2 separate regions of the Ovis aries genome follow, and region 1 is linked to region 2. A link is a contact called in public Hi-C data. All regions are on one chromosome and are shown on one strand. Each heading gives the region's core, a stretch centred on a gene start, on an enhancer-like site or on the middle of the called end of the contact. The rest is flanking DNA. Distances are from core to core; before and after follow the strand shown. Region 1 overlaps XYLT1 (xylosyltransferase 1). Region 2 overlaps XYLT1 (xylosyltransferase 1).

Region 1 (6,196 bases), core at 2,790-5,289, 110 kb after region 2:
AGATTCCCCTGAGATGAGGCACCTGGAGGTGTCAGATTCATAGAGACAGGAAGTAGAATGGTGGGTACTGGAGGTCGTGCTGTGCACAGTCGCTCCGGTCATGTCTGACCTTTTGTGACCCCATGGACTGTAACCTGCCAGGCTGCTCTGTCCATGGGCGTCTCCAGGCATGAATATGGAAGTGGGTTGCCATGCCCTCCTCCAGGGGATCCTCCCAACCCAGGGACTGAACCCACATTTCTTATGCCTCCTGCACTGGCAGACAGGTTTTTTACCCCTTGCAGCACCTGGGAAGCCCTACTAGAGGCTAACAGAGGGGAATGGGAAGTTAGTGTTCATGGGTGTAGAGTTTCAGTGTTACGGGATGGAAAATGGGGTGGTGCTGGTTGTACAGTAATGTAAAGGTACTCAACACTAGGACTGTATGCTCAAAAATGGTTAAAATGGTGAATTTTATGTTATGTGTATTTTACCATGTTTTTTTTTTAATAAAAAGAAGAAATGCAGGGTGCTTGGCGGGCCTGTGGAAGGGGGTGTGAAGACCGGATGGGGGGACGGGTCAGGGATGGCTTCTCCTGATCTCCAGAGGGCGTGGCCTGGCCAGCTTTATCCTTGGACTGGTGCTTTCAGCTTCCCAACTCTACAGTCCCTGCTCAGTATCTCCTCCCTCACTTCCCATCAGGTCAGGCAGCCCCAATGTTGGAGGGATGGTCAGGCACTTGCCCAGCTCCTCCCAGGGAGGCTTGGGGCTCCTGAGCCAGGAGAAGTAGAGCCCAGCCCCCAGCCAGTTCACTTGAGTGGAGACCCTCATGGGCAACAGCTCAAGCATGAGTCTTCCACTTCAGCTCCCCCCAGGCCCTGAACGGATGGAGCTGTCCAGTTTAATCCATCAGTCTAAATCATTCATTCACAGAGGGCTTCTCCCCTGAGCTTAGCTCTGTGCCAGGAAAAGGAGGCTAGGAGATATAAAACCTTGGCTTTGGCTCATGGGGAACTGCCAGCTATCAAGAAAGCCAACTTGATGTGGTATATACAGGGGAGATGATTCAGCCTCAAGAGAGAAGGACACCTTGCCACTGGGACAGCATGGTTGGAACTTGAGGACCTTGTGCTGAGTGAAACAAACCAGACTAGCACAAACATTGCATGATACCACTTATACATGGAATCATTTCATGAAAGTTAAACTTTTGGAAACAGAGAGTAGGAAAGTGGTCACCGGGGACTGGGGGTAGAGGGAAGAGAACAGATTGTCAAAGGATACACCCTTGTAGCAATAAGATGAATAAGATCTGAGACTAAGCTGATAACACTGTATTGTACGAGGGAAAGTCACAGAGAGTAGAATGTAAATGTTTCCACCCTCTAAATAAATGAGGTGATGATATGCTAATTAACTGGATGGGGGAATCATTTCACAATGTATATGTATATCAGATCACCCCAGTGTACACTGTAAATATCTTAAAATTTTCTATGTCAATTATGCTTCGATAAAGCTGAACAATGAAGGAAGATTGGGAGAAAGGACCAACAACCAGCCCTGTCTCAAGAGAGTTGTTGTTGTTCAGTCACTCAGTCATGTCCAACTCTTTGTGACCTCACCGTTCCTGTCCCTCACTATCTCCCAGAGTTTGCTCAAATTCATGTCCATTGAGTCACGGACATGGTGATGCCATCCAACCATCTCATCCTCTGTCTCTCCCTTCTCCTCCTGCCCTCAATCTTTCCCAGCACCAGGGTCTTTTCCAGTGAGTTGCATGTTCGCCTCAGGTGGCCAAAGTACTAGAGCTTCAGCTTCAACATCAGTCCTTCCAATGTATATTCAGGGTTGATTGCCTTTAGGATTGGTTTGATCTCCTTGATGTCCAAGGGACTCTCATGAGTCTTCTCCAGCACCACAGTTCGAAATCATCAGTTCTTCAGCATTCAGCCAACTCTCACATCCATACATTACTAACAGAAAAACCATAGTTTTGACTAGACAGACCTTTGTTGGCAAAGTGTCGTCTCTGCTTTTTAATACTCTCTCTAAGTTTGTCATAGCTTTGCTTCCAAAGAGCAAGCATCTTTTAATTTCATGGCTGTGGCCGCTGTCTGCAGTGATTTTGGAGCCCAAGAAAGTAAAGTCTGTCACTTTGTTTTGTATCCAGTGATGCTAATTCCGTGGTCAGGCTAAAGTTCTAGACTATTGAAATGTTACCTCCTCATCTGCTAGAATAAAGCATGGGTTTGTCGCCGATGCAGCCCTCTGCAGAGAGGGTAACTTGTCATCAGTTATTCAGTGCCTTGCAGCCTCAGAACCACCCCCCATGGTGAGATGGGGGTAATAATCATGGTATCTGCCTCCTAGACCTCAGGGAAATTAAGTAATGAGATCCTGTGTGCATAGTGCTTAGGGCTCAGTATGCCTCAGACGTCATTATTGTTCTGGAAGAGTCTTGGGGACCAAGGAAGGGAAATGACTGGCTCACGGCTCCATGGCTGGTTCACAGCAGTAGCAAGATTTGGATCCAGACACGTGGCCCTGTGGCCTTTTCGAAATCCCTTGAGAGCAGAGGGCTTCTCTCAAGTTCTAATCACCAGAACTCAGCATTGAAACTTCCCAGTGAGAAAAAAAAAGCCCTTGGCCCAAGTCTGAGGAAGCACCTAGAACCTGCCAGGCTTTCTCCTCCGAAGCCCTGACTCCTGCTCAGCGCAGCAGCCTGGTGTGCCAACGTGCCCCGCCCACGAGCACCACCCAGTGGGGTCAGGGGCAGATTGGGCATCCTCTCTGTTTTTAAGAAATGTGTCGTGTTTTGGTTAGAACACTTAACGTGAGATCTACCCTCTTAACACAGTTTAGGCACACAATCCAGTATTGTTGGCTATAGGTGCAGCATTGTGCTCAGATCTCTAGCACCCGTTCATTGGGTTCATCTGGAACTCTGTGCCCATGGGTGGTAATTCCCTACTCCCCGAACCCTCAGCCCCTGGCCACCACATTTCCCCTCTTTGATCCTATGAGTTAGACACGTGAGGTCACTCATAAGAGTGGAATCACGCTGGATTTGTCTTTCTGGGACCGGTTTATTCAGCTCAGTGCGTGTCCTCAACATTCAGCCTGGTGGGAGTGCAAAATGGTGTAGCCACAATGGAAAGCAGTGTGGAGGCTCCTCAAAAAATTAAAAATAGAGCTACCTGTGACTAACCCGCTTTGTAGAGAAAGAACTGACGATCAGAGAGGTGTCTTTTCATAGTCCTTGCTCTGAAGAGGCCGAGCTGGCAGTGGTTCTGAGCCGTGGAGCCCGCCCCAAGCCTAGGGCACGGGCCTGGGTGCGCCCCTGACCCCAATCCTATTTGTAACACAGTCTTATCTCCACTTCTCCCCAAGATCCAGCCACCCCTATAATTTGGAACCAAGTCAGAAAGCTCCCCTTGCAACAGCTCAAAGAGGCCCCTTCAGAGCATAAATAGAATTGCGGGCTTTGTTGGTGGAATAACTATTCCAGTCAAGAGGCTCCTTCGTTTTGCATTTGTTATTAGTTGTGATCAGAGGCAGATGCCGCAGAGGGAGACTCTGGGTGTGGGTGTTTATTTGCAGCAGTGAGCTCCCAGGTATACACAGCCCCGAGAGGCCACGTGGCCTTGAGGTAGAGTGCTGGAGCTGAGCCCAGTGGTTACAACAAACTTGATCCTGAATAGCCAAATCGAAATGGTGGCAGTAATGCTGGCAGTGTTGATAGCTATTCTAACGGACACAGACATCCACGTGAGACAGACTCTGTGATGATAATGTACCCATTTTACAGATGAGAGAACTGAGGCCTGGAGAGGTGGTTTAACTGCTCCAAAGTCACACAGATCTGCCTGACCAGAGGCTATGCTCTTAACCACTGTAGCTCACTGTCTCCTCCCAGATCGTATCCCTAAAGGGAACCACAAGCATAGTCATTGCCAACATGTCGACATTTGCACAGCGCATTGGTCCTTGCAGAGTACCTTCGTCTTCAGCAGCTCTTTAGAGCCCAAGGGTTGCATAGCCCTTATTTGACCCATGGCAATAAATTGGGTAATAGGCTGAAGCTGGCACAGCTAGTTGCTGGGCAGAGCCCTCCGTGAGCACTTGTCCTTGGCCTTCCCACCTGCATGGCAAAAATATACTTTATATGCCTGCCCACAACTGTGGCTTTTTAACATTTGTCTGAAGTCAGCTTCTCCTGCTGCCTCTAATCACTCTGATTCTTCCACTTATTTTCTGTTTTATGCCACAGGAATCTGATTACACTGTTAAATTCATAGCTTTTTTTAGGAACCGGGCAACGTTTGGATCTCAGTCTGTAAAGACACACATAGCTCTGACCACATGTCATTGTTATCTGTCCTGCAGCTGAAAAAAAGCCAACTGATAGGCTTCTAGGAAGAGATTTTCATCTTTTGGAAATGAGGACAATTTGATGGAGCATAGTGGCAATAATAGGGCTTGCGTAAAACAGACCAGCTCCATTTCCAGCTCAACGAACTCCTAACCGGGACGTCTCTGAACTTCAGCTTCCTTCGCCATATCAGAGGAAGATAATAACCCTTTTCTCATAGAAGTTTGGATGGAAGTAAAAAAAAAATCGTGCACAGAAATGGCTTAATACATAGCTGGCATGTTCAGTAAACAGTAGAAGTATTAGAAGTATCAGTAAGCATCGCCTTTTAGGAGAAGGCAATGGCAACCCACTCCAGTACTCTTGCCTGGAAAATCCCATGGGTGGAGGAGCCTGGTAGGCTGCAGTCCATGGGGTTGCGAAGAGTCAGACATGACTGAGTGACTTCACGTTCATGAATTGGAGAAGGAAATGGCAACCCACTCCAGTGTTCTTGCCTGGAGAATCCGAGGAACAGGGGAGCCTGGCGGGCTGCCATCTGTGGGGTCGCACAGAGTCAGACACAACTGAAGTGACTTAGCAGCAGCAGCAGCAGCAAGCATCGCCTTTATTGTTAGGTTGGCTGATAAAAGTTATCCGTCTTACAAAATGTAGTTAACATGGAAAAGTATAAGGAAGAAATGAAAACTGTCATGCCACCATGGATCTTCTGTTAATGTTTGGGGGCAGGTCTTTTAATTGTTATGGATTGCATTGAAGGACTTCTGCTTTGCTTAATATGTTATAGATAATGTTCTGTATCAACAAGTATGACCTTTGGGTCGATTCCTATTTGGGACTATTATAAACACCATGGAGATGGAGGCCTCAGGACCTTTGCACTTGCTATGACAGCTGCCCAGAATCCTCCTCCATCCGTGATAATTAAATGACTCACCCCCTCAGTTCACTCTGAGCTTGTTCAAGTGTATCCACTTCACATCAGCCTACGTTTGGCCACCATAGTCAAATAATCTGCCCCCCTTTAACATGCTTAAATTTTTTTCTTCATAGTCTATATCACTATGTTTGCAATTGTATTCTCTGTTTACTTGCTTTTTTAAAAATTAGGGTATCATTGCTTTACAGGTTTCCTGGGTGGTACTAGTGATAAAGAACCCACTTGCTCATGCAGGAGATATAAGAAATGCAGGTTCCATCCCTGGGTTGGGAAGAACCCCTGGAGGAGGGCAAGGCAACCCACTCCAGTATTCTTGTCTAGAGAATCCCCTGGACAGAGGAGCCTGGCGGGCTGCAGTCCGTAGATTGCACAGAGTAGGCCATGGCTTAAGTGCCTTAGCACACACTCACGTAGTTGCTTTACAATGTTGTATTGGCTCCTGCTGTACAATAAAGTAAACCAGCTATAAGCATACATATATCCCCTCCCTCCTGCATCTCCCCCATCCACCATCCGGGGCAGCACAGAGCTGGGCTCCCCGTGCTGTGCTGTGCGTTCCCGCTGGCTGTCTGTCTCACCCGTGCTGGTGTATAAACGCCAGTGCCACCCTCTCGGTTCATCCCACCTTCCTTCTCCCTGCCGTGTCCACACGCCCATGCTGTCTGTGTCTCTGTTCCCAGGCTGCAGCTAGCTCACCTGCACCGTTTTCTAGATCCCACATATATGCGTTACTATATGATATTCGTTTTTCTCTTTCTGACTTACTTCACTCTGTGTATTTGCTTACTTTTGTATTGGCTTTCTACTCCACTCACCTAAGCAGGATTCAGGAGAGGACTCTGTCGTGTCCAGGGTGCCCAGAGGAGATGCTGGATAGTTGACTAGATGAACAAAGAGCACC
Region 2 (6,404 bases), core at 1,658-4,157:
CGAACCCAGGTTTTGGACTGATGTCAGGCAAACCCCAGTTCCAGTTTCCCTCTTATTTCTTCTTCGAGTATTTATGCAGGACCTACTGTGTGCCAGTATTACTCCAGACACTGAGGAGTCCAAGGTCCCTGACCTCATGGAGCTCAGTAAGCAGAAACAGACTATGAACACCTAAAGAAATACATAAATAAGAAGCTTCAAGGACATGGAAAGCTGCTATAGAAAAATTAAACAGGGTGATGAGATGGACTCAGGGTTTGTGTTGGGGTAAGTGGTCTTGGAGCCCAACTTTGAATGATGAGAGTCAGTCAGACAGACATTCAGAGCTGCAGGGGAGAACTCCAGGCAGAGGAGTCTGTGTGTAAATGTCCTGAGGCGGGAATGAGCCTGGCTTGGTGCTTGAAACATGGTGATGAATGAGGGGAGGAGGAAGGAGATGATGGAGGGGGGCAGTCAGTGGATCCCATAGCGTCTCACAGGCCATGAGAAGGAGCTTGGGTTTTTATTATTTTATTTATTTATTTTAAAAGATCCTATGTGACGATGCATCATGTCATAGTTTATTGGTTTTTTTTTTTCCCCCACATCTTAACTTTTGATGGTGTGTGGGGTCTCATTTCTCCAACCAGAAATCAAACCTGCATCACCCTGCATTGAAAGCGTGAAGTCTTAACGACTGGGCTGTTAGGAAAGTCCCTGAATTTTATTTCAATTGCAAAAGAATACGTGAGGGTCATGGGACACTGCATGTAAATATCTGTACAGTGCCTGGCACGGTGTGCTAGTCCCTCAAATGTTAGCTGTTGGTGTTATTATGTATTTATGGTTACTTTGTATTTGGACATTCATTCCCCAGACCTCTGGTATGTCTGCCATGAATCTCAAAGGTTGCCTTTTTTCTCCCCTCATAAATGACCTGAGGAGAAGTTACAGCTCAAGGAACCACGAAGAGATGGCACGAGGCAAGCACCTAGAAATGGATTCCCATCACAATTCATTGCTGCCGATGACGAGAGGCCCCTTAAATCTGGCTGGAGCTTAAAAGTCAGTTCTTTCGGATACCAGGTTCTGTGAAAGATTAGCTTTAATCCCAAATCCCTCCACTCTCTAAGTCAGCCAAGTAGAGGTAAAAGAGAGCCTCAGGAGAAGGGGCCCCCTAACTCAGAAATCTGCATGGAGTTGGGAAGCAAGATAACTGTGCTCCCTCCCCCAACCCTCAACTGTCATTCAAAACTCAGTAAATACTGGCTGCCAAAATCCTCCAGTCCCCCAGGCCCAGAAGACATGTGTAAATATCTCTTCTCCATGTGGTATCCAAAGATGGAGTCAACATGCTTAATTTCCTGTGGATTCCGCTGTTGGTTGCTACAACCTAGAAAATTGATCAGATAAAGGCTGTATACTGAAGGGAGGACAGTTTGTGTTGTGAGTCATGGAAGAAGATGGCGGCAGGAAGGCCAGCCAGCCAGGTGGGATCCTGCTTAATCCCGCTTTGCTCTCGCACTCTGCTGGGGCTGAGTGAGATGGGCAGGAGCTGATGGAGGTGGGAAGTCAGCGGATCCCATAGCGTCTGGGTGCAGCTTCCTAACCCTCTTCTCTGAGTTTTGCAGGTTGTCATCACATTCTTGTTGGCCCCATATCAAAGCCCAGAGATCTTGATTTAATTCAGTGGTAAGAATCTTGCAGAGTAATCTGCTGTGTTTAGAATGAATAACCTCATGCATAAGTTTGGTTGAGTCCCTTCGCTCTTCACCTGAAACTACCACGACATTGTTAATCAGCCATACCCCAATATAAGATGTTTTTGATGTTAAAAAAAATTAAAATGAATAGCCAGCAAGGACTGTAGAGTACATGGAACTCTCCTCAATGTTAGTGGAAGCCTGGATGGGAGCTTCAGGGAGAAGGGATCCATGTATATGTGTGGCTGAGTCCCCCTTCACTGTTCACCTGAAACTGTCACAATATTTTTAATCAGATATGCCCCAATACAAAATAAAAAGTTTAAAATTAAAAAAAAAAAAGAATCTTGCAAAGAAAGATCCAGGCTAGATATTCTGATTTGAGTTTAGAGCAATTGGATATAAAGGTCAAGGGCACAGGCCTCAGAGGCAGACTAGGGATCCACCCAACAGGTTGGTGGCCTTGTGAGCTTCCATCTCCTAACCTAGGAATCGTTCTGTGTCTGCCTCAGAGGGTTCAGAATTTATTAAGCGCCTGTTATGTGTCCGGTCCTGGGCTGTGGTGCTGGAGGACATGCAGTGGAAGGCATGTCTTGGTCTTCATGAGATGACCAAGATGGTGGAGAGATGGGCCAAAATCAACCCACTGAACCATGGACCAACACTGCAGCAGTGACCCACTGTGACTGGATACGGGGAAAGAAGAGAACGCTTAAAGGACGAGGGGGTGCAGATGCCCAGAGTGACAGACACACAGGGCACACAGGGCAAGAAATGGATGGAGATCAACGTAGCTGAAGGGAAAAGGTGGAAGGAAAGAGGCCTGAGCTGGGACTGAATGGAGGGATGAGTTCAGAGTTTGCCAAGCCTGGTAGGTAGCACTCTGGTTTCATTCTAAGGCTGTGCACCATCTCTGGCCTGGCACTTTGCTTTAGCCTCCGCATCTGCTTGCTTCTCCTCCCTCCCCTTCTCTGACTGCCACCCCTCAGCAGATATTCTCAGCTCAACTTCCGGAGAGCTGTTCTTTTAAATCACGAGTTGGATGAGGTCATGTCTCTGCACTCAGCCTTCCACTGGCTCTCATGCCACTTGAAGTGTGAGCCAAAGGCCCGGCCTTGGCAAAGCTCCCACTGACCTCTGGACTTGATCACCCACTGCCTCCTCTCTCCCTGACCCTTTCAGGCACATCACCCCAGGACTGAGTTTTTCTTGTTTCTTTGACTGAGCTTCTAGGTATTGGATTGTGAGTCATTATGACAGAAGGCATCCCTTTTTGCTTAGGCCACCAGGAAGCACAGAGCCTTGTCTCTTATCAATTGTAGCCATTCTGTTAGCTTTGGTTGATAAAGCTTCCCCTCCTTCACAGTAGGTATTGATCCTCTAGCTCTAGGTCAGCGGTTTTCTGGCTTTTTTTGTCTTTCGTGGCAGGCTTACCTTTTATGGGATAGGTGGGGGCAGGTATAAAGTGCAGTTTGGTTTCACATGCTGCTCTAAACTAATTTGTGTGTCTGTCTCCTCTAACCTAAAGTAAGAGCAGACACATTAATGCCATTTGTGGAGAAATAGTTCATAGTGGTGGGGATTGGGGGTGGTGTTGAGAGAGGAACCTCTGATGCTCTGAGGGAAACCTGCAACGCATTTTCTGGGATGTAGAGTCTAGTAGTTTCTGGGGGGCTTTAAAAGTGACTTTGACTCAGCCAGTGTGCAACTAGGGTGGGCTGACTGCACACTCCGTCCTCTGCAGCCCCGAAGGTGCTGGTGTGTGGGCGATGGGTGGGAGGCTCAGTCAGAGCCCCATCAGGCTCCTTGCCAGGGAGTGGGGAGCTGGTGGACACTCGAGGACCATGGTTCATTACCTCGGGGCCTGTCGCTACAGAGCTTTCTGTCTCCTGATCCAAGGACTACAGAGAGCTCCTGAAATGACTCCTGGACAAAGTCTGCTTAGAAGTCAAAACTAGCAAGTAGTAAATGAACCAGTTTGCTCTGGCCTGTAGAACATTTTTAGACAATTGGGTTTTCATCTTCTCTGGGCTGGAGAAGCCCTGTCCAGCACTCCCGGAGCAACGACCGTGACTCAGTGACTCGCCCTGCTGGGGCTGCGTTTGGAATCTCTGGACAGAATAGAAGTAAGAGACCCCCGCTTAACGCTTCAATCTCACCCTTTCCCATACAGAGCTCTGTGGGTTAGCCATCTGGGGTGGATCCTTCCAGCCTAATTTTCACTTTCCAGTTGGGGGAACTGAGGCTTAGAGAGGTTAAGAGACGAGCTTACTGATGCAGCCCTGACAATAGTTGCTCCACATGGAGGCAGAATTGTTCCCAATAACATAGCGGATTTTTTAAAACATGTTTCCCTCTATGGTTTGAATTGTTTTTCCCTTAATGAAAGGAAACCTTTTTTACCTAACTATACCAGCAGCATTATAGCAATATGAACAGAGTGCCACGTTGAAGAAGGAAAGAATTTACCCACAGCTCCACCTCTCTGGCTAGAAATCAAGCAGCGTCCGTGGGTCTGGGTAGTCCCTATCTGCACACACAGATCATCCTTACAGAGTTATAAGCACAAGGAACGTTCCCTTCCAAGGAGCCCCACATGCCATAAAAGTAGCGGCAAAGAGGAGCCTTGTCTGGTGGGTGGCTGCCCGCGAGGCGGCGTCTGGAGGCCCTGCTGGAGAGGGAGGCCTTGTTCTGTGCTGTAAGGCCTCACTGTGTGCCCCCTTTCCCCGCCCCTGCCCACCCCCACCCTAGCCCCAGCAGCCAGAGGCCAAGATTTTGGCCAGGCAGGCCAGGCTCCGGCTTCCTGCCCTCACAAGCAGGCCTCTGTGGGGTTGCCAGGCGCCAGGGAAGGGGCTGAGATGTGGAACAGCAGATTTCTGTCTGGTCCTGATGCTGGCAGACAGCCCAGGGCAGCCTTGCGAACATCAGACCAGGTACTGGGGGCAGACTGGCAGACAGGAACACGTTTGAGCCAGAGCGGGACCGCTTCAGACCCGCCGGGGCAGGCCATCTGTGGCCACGGCCCTCTCCTTCAGCTTCTCTGCTCGACTTCTGCCAGTGGGCCCTTTCCCAAAAGACCTGGTCCCTTAGGACAGGCCTGGAGTCTCCATGTGGCACCCAGCAGTCCTTCTCAGATATGAATACCCCTGGGAACAGCCCTGATCCGTGAGAACTTGCATAAATACCAGAACTTGCCAGAGAAGCAATAGGAGCGTCAGCTTTAGACTTCAGGAATTTATTTCTGTGTCCTGCCCTCCTCGTGCAAGTTTGAGGCTCTCTGTACCTCTGTTTCCTCATCTGCAAAATGAGATCCGATAGGCTTGTGGTGAGGAATCAATAGTAAACAACACGCACACGCACGCGCACACACACACACAAATTAGTGCAAGGAAAATTTGAAACCTAACTAAGGTCTGTGGTCTGGTTAGCAGTACTAGGCTGATGTTCATTGTCAGACTCTGACACAGACTCTGACACAGCGCTGCGGTTACATATGATGTCACTTTGGGGGATGCTGGGCCAAGGAACACGGCCCTCCCTGGAATGTCTTGGTGACTTTCTGTGAGTTTGTAACTTTTTTAAATTTTTATTTGTTTTTGGCTGTGCTGGGTCTTTGTTGCTGTGCAGGCTTTCCTCTAGTTGTGGCGAGCAGGGACTACTCTCTAGTTGCAGGGCACGAGCTTCTCAGTGTGGTGGCTGCTTTTATGGAACATGGACTCTGGGGCGCATGGGCTTCAGTCATTGTGGCTTTCGGGGTCTAGATCCCAGGCCCAGCAGCGGTGGCTCTTGGGGTCTCGCTCACAGGCCCAGCAGCTGGGCTCTCGAGCTTAGTTGCTCCATGCATGTGGGATCTTCCCAAATCAGGAATCAAACCTGTGTCTCCTGACTTGACTGGCAGATTCTTTACCATGGAGTCACCAGGGAAGCCCTAAATAGATCTTTGTTTCTTTAAAAATAAATAAGTATTTACTTTTAAAAGTTGAAAAAGAAAGAAAAATGTGTTAAGGCATGTAAGGCCTCAGGACCAGGCTTGGGGCGTGGCTAGAACCTCGAGTGCTGGGTGAGCTGGTGGCGACACGGGTGATCACTGAGGATGCTTCGGCCCACGGCAGACCCTGCAGACCGAGGGGAAGCAGGGTTTCTGCGGCCTCCAGGTCCCCTCTGCTTCTCTGCCCTCCCCTTGCCTCCCCCTGCCTCCCCCATCTCCCCCCAGCCAGCTGATGAAGGGCATTCCCTGAGCACACCTTGCTTTTTCATGCTCCTGAGTATTGCCCCTGCAGCGCCCTCTGTCTGGATTGCCCCTCAAACCTTCTTGTCTGGTGAGCTTCAGCTCACACTTGCCTTCATGGGACCCCCTGGCGCCCCCACCCCACCCCACCCTGACCTCTTCCTGGACCCTCACAAGGCTGCAGAGCCATTTTTCTCAAAAACATGGTCCTGCATGGACAGCATCAGTACCAGTGGGAACCTGAGAAAATGCAGGTTTTCCTGCCACGCCCCTGGCCTCCTGCATCAGAAAGTGGGGGTGCGGGAGGGAGAGCCACCGTCTAACAGCCCCCGCCCCCTGTGGCTCTGAGGATCCCGCTCTGTTGTTGCTCAGTCGCTCTGTCGTGTCCGACTCTGTGCGATCCCATGGACTGTAGCCCACCAGGCTTCTCTGTCCATGGGAATTCCTGGGAGCCCAGGCCTTCTTGGACTTTAACACCAGTCCCCACACCACCC

The links. A called contact is a pair of places that touch in the nucleus more often than the background predicts.
Region 1: a contact with region 2 is called in a Hi-C map of liver, with 4 times the contacts expected there. The contact joins two enhancer-like sites. A contact is called at or near these places in 2 of 16 Hi-C or Micro-C datasets (liver and mixed tissues).

Annotation. Positions count from the first base shown.
Region 1 is chr24:16,276,777-16,282,972 of ARS-UI_Ramb_v3.0, forward strand. All of the region lies in intron 3 of XYLT1 (xylosyltransferase 1), which reads left to right. It overlaps LOC132658545 (a long non-coding RNA gene), which reads right to left. Exons shown (of 2, transcript XR_009598345.1): 2 at 1-6,196. Among named protein-coding and RNA genes, the nearest start is that of TRNAC-GCA, 120 kb to the right of the region's middle. Within about 2 kb of position 4,040, at least 1 of the 54 cell types and tissues checked has an H3K27ac peak or open chromatin away from gene starts, as enhancers often do. A contact at or near this core is called in liver, where this site is marked.
Region 2 is chr24:16,165,059-16,171,462 of ARS-UI_Ramb_v3.0, forward strand. All of the region lies in intron 2 of XYLT1 (xylosyltransferase 1), which reads left to right. It overlaps LOC132658544 (a long non-coding RNA gene), which reads right to left. Exons shown (of 2, transcript XR_009598344.1): 2 at 1-6,404. Among named protein-coding and RNA genes, the nearest start is that of XYLT1, 140 kb to the left of the region's middle. Within about 2 kb of position 2,908, at least 6 of the 54 cell types and tissues checked have an H3K27ac peak or open chromatin away from gene starts, as enhancers often do. A contact at or near this core is called in liver, where this site is marked.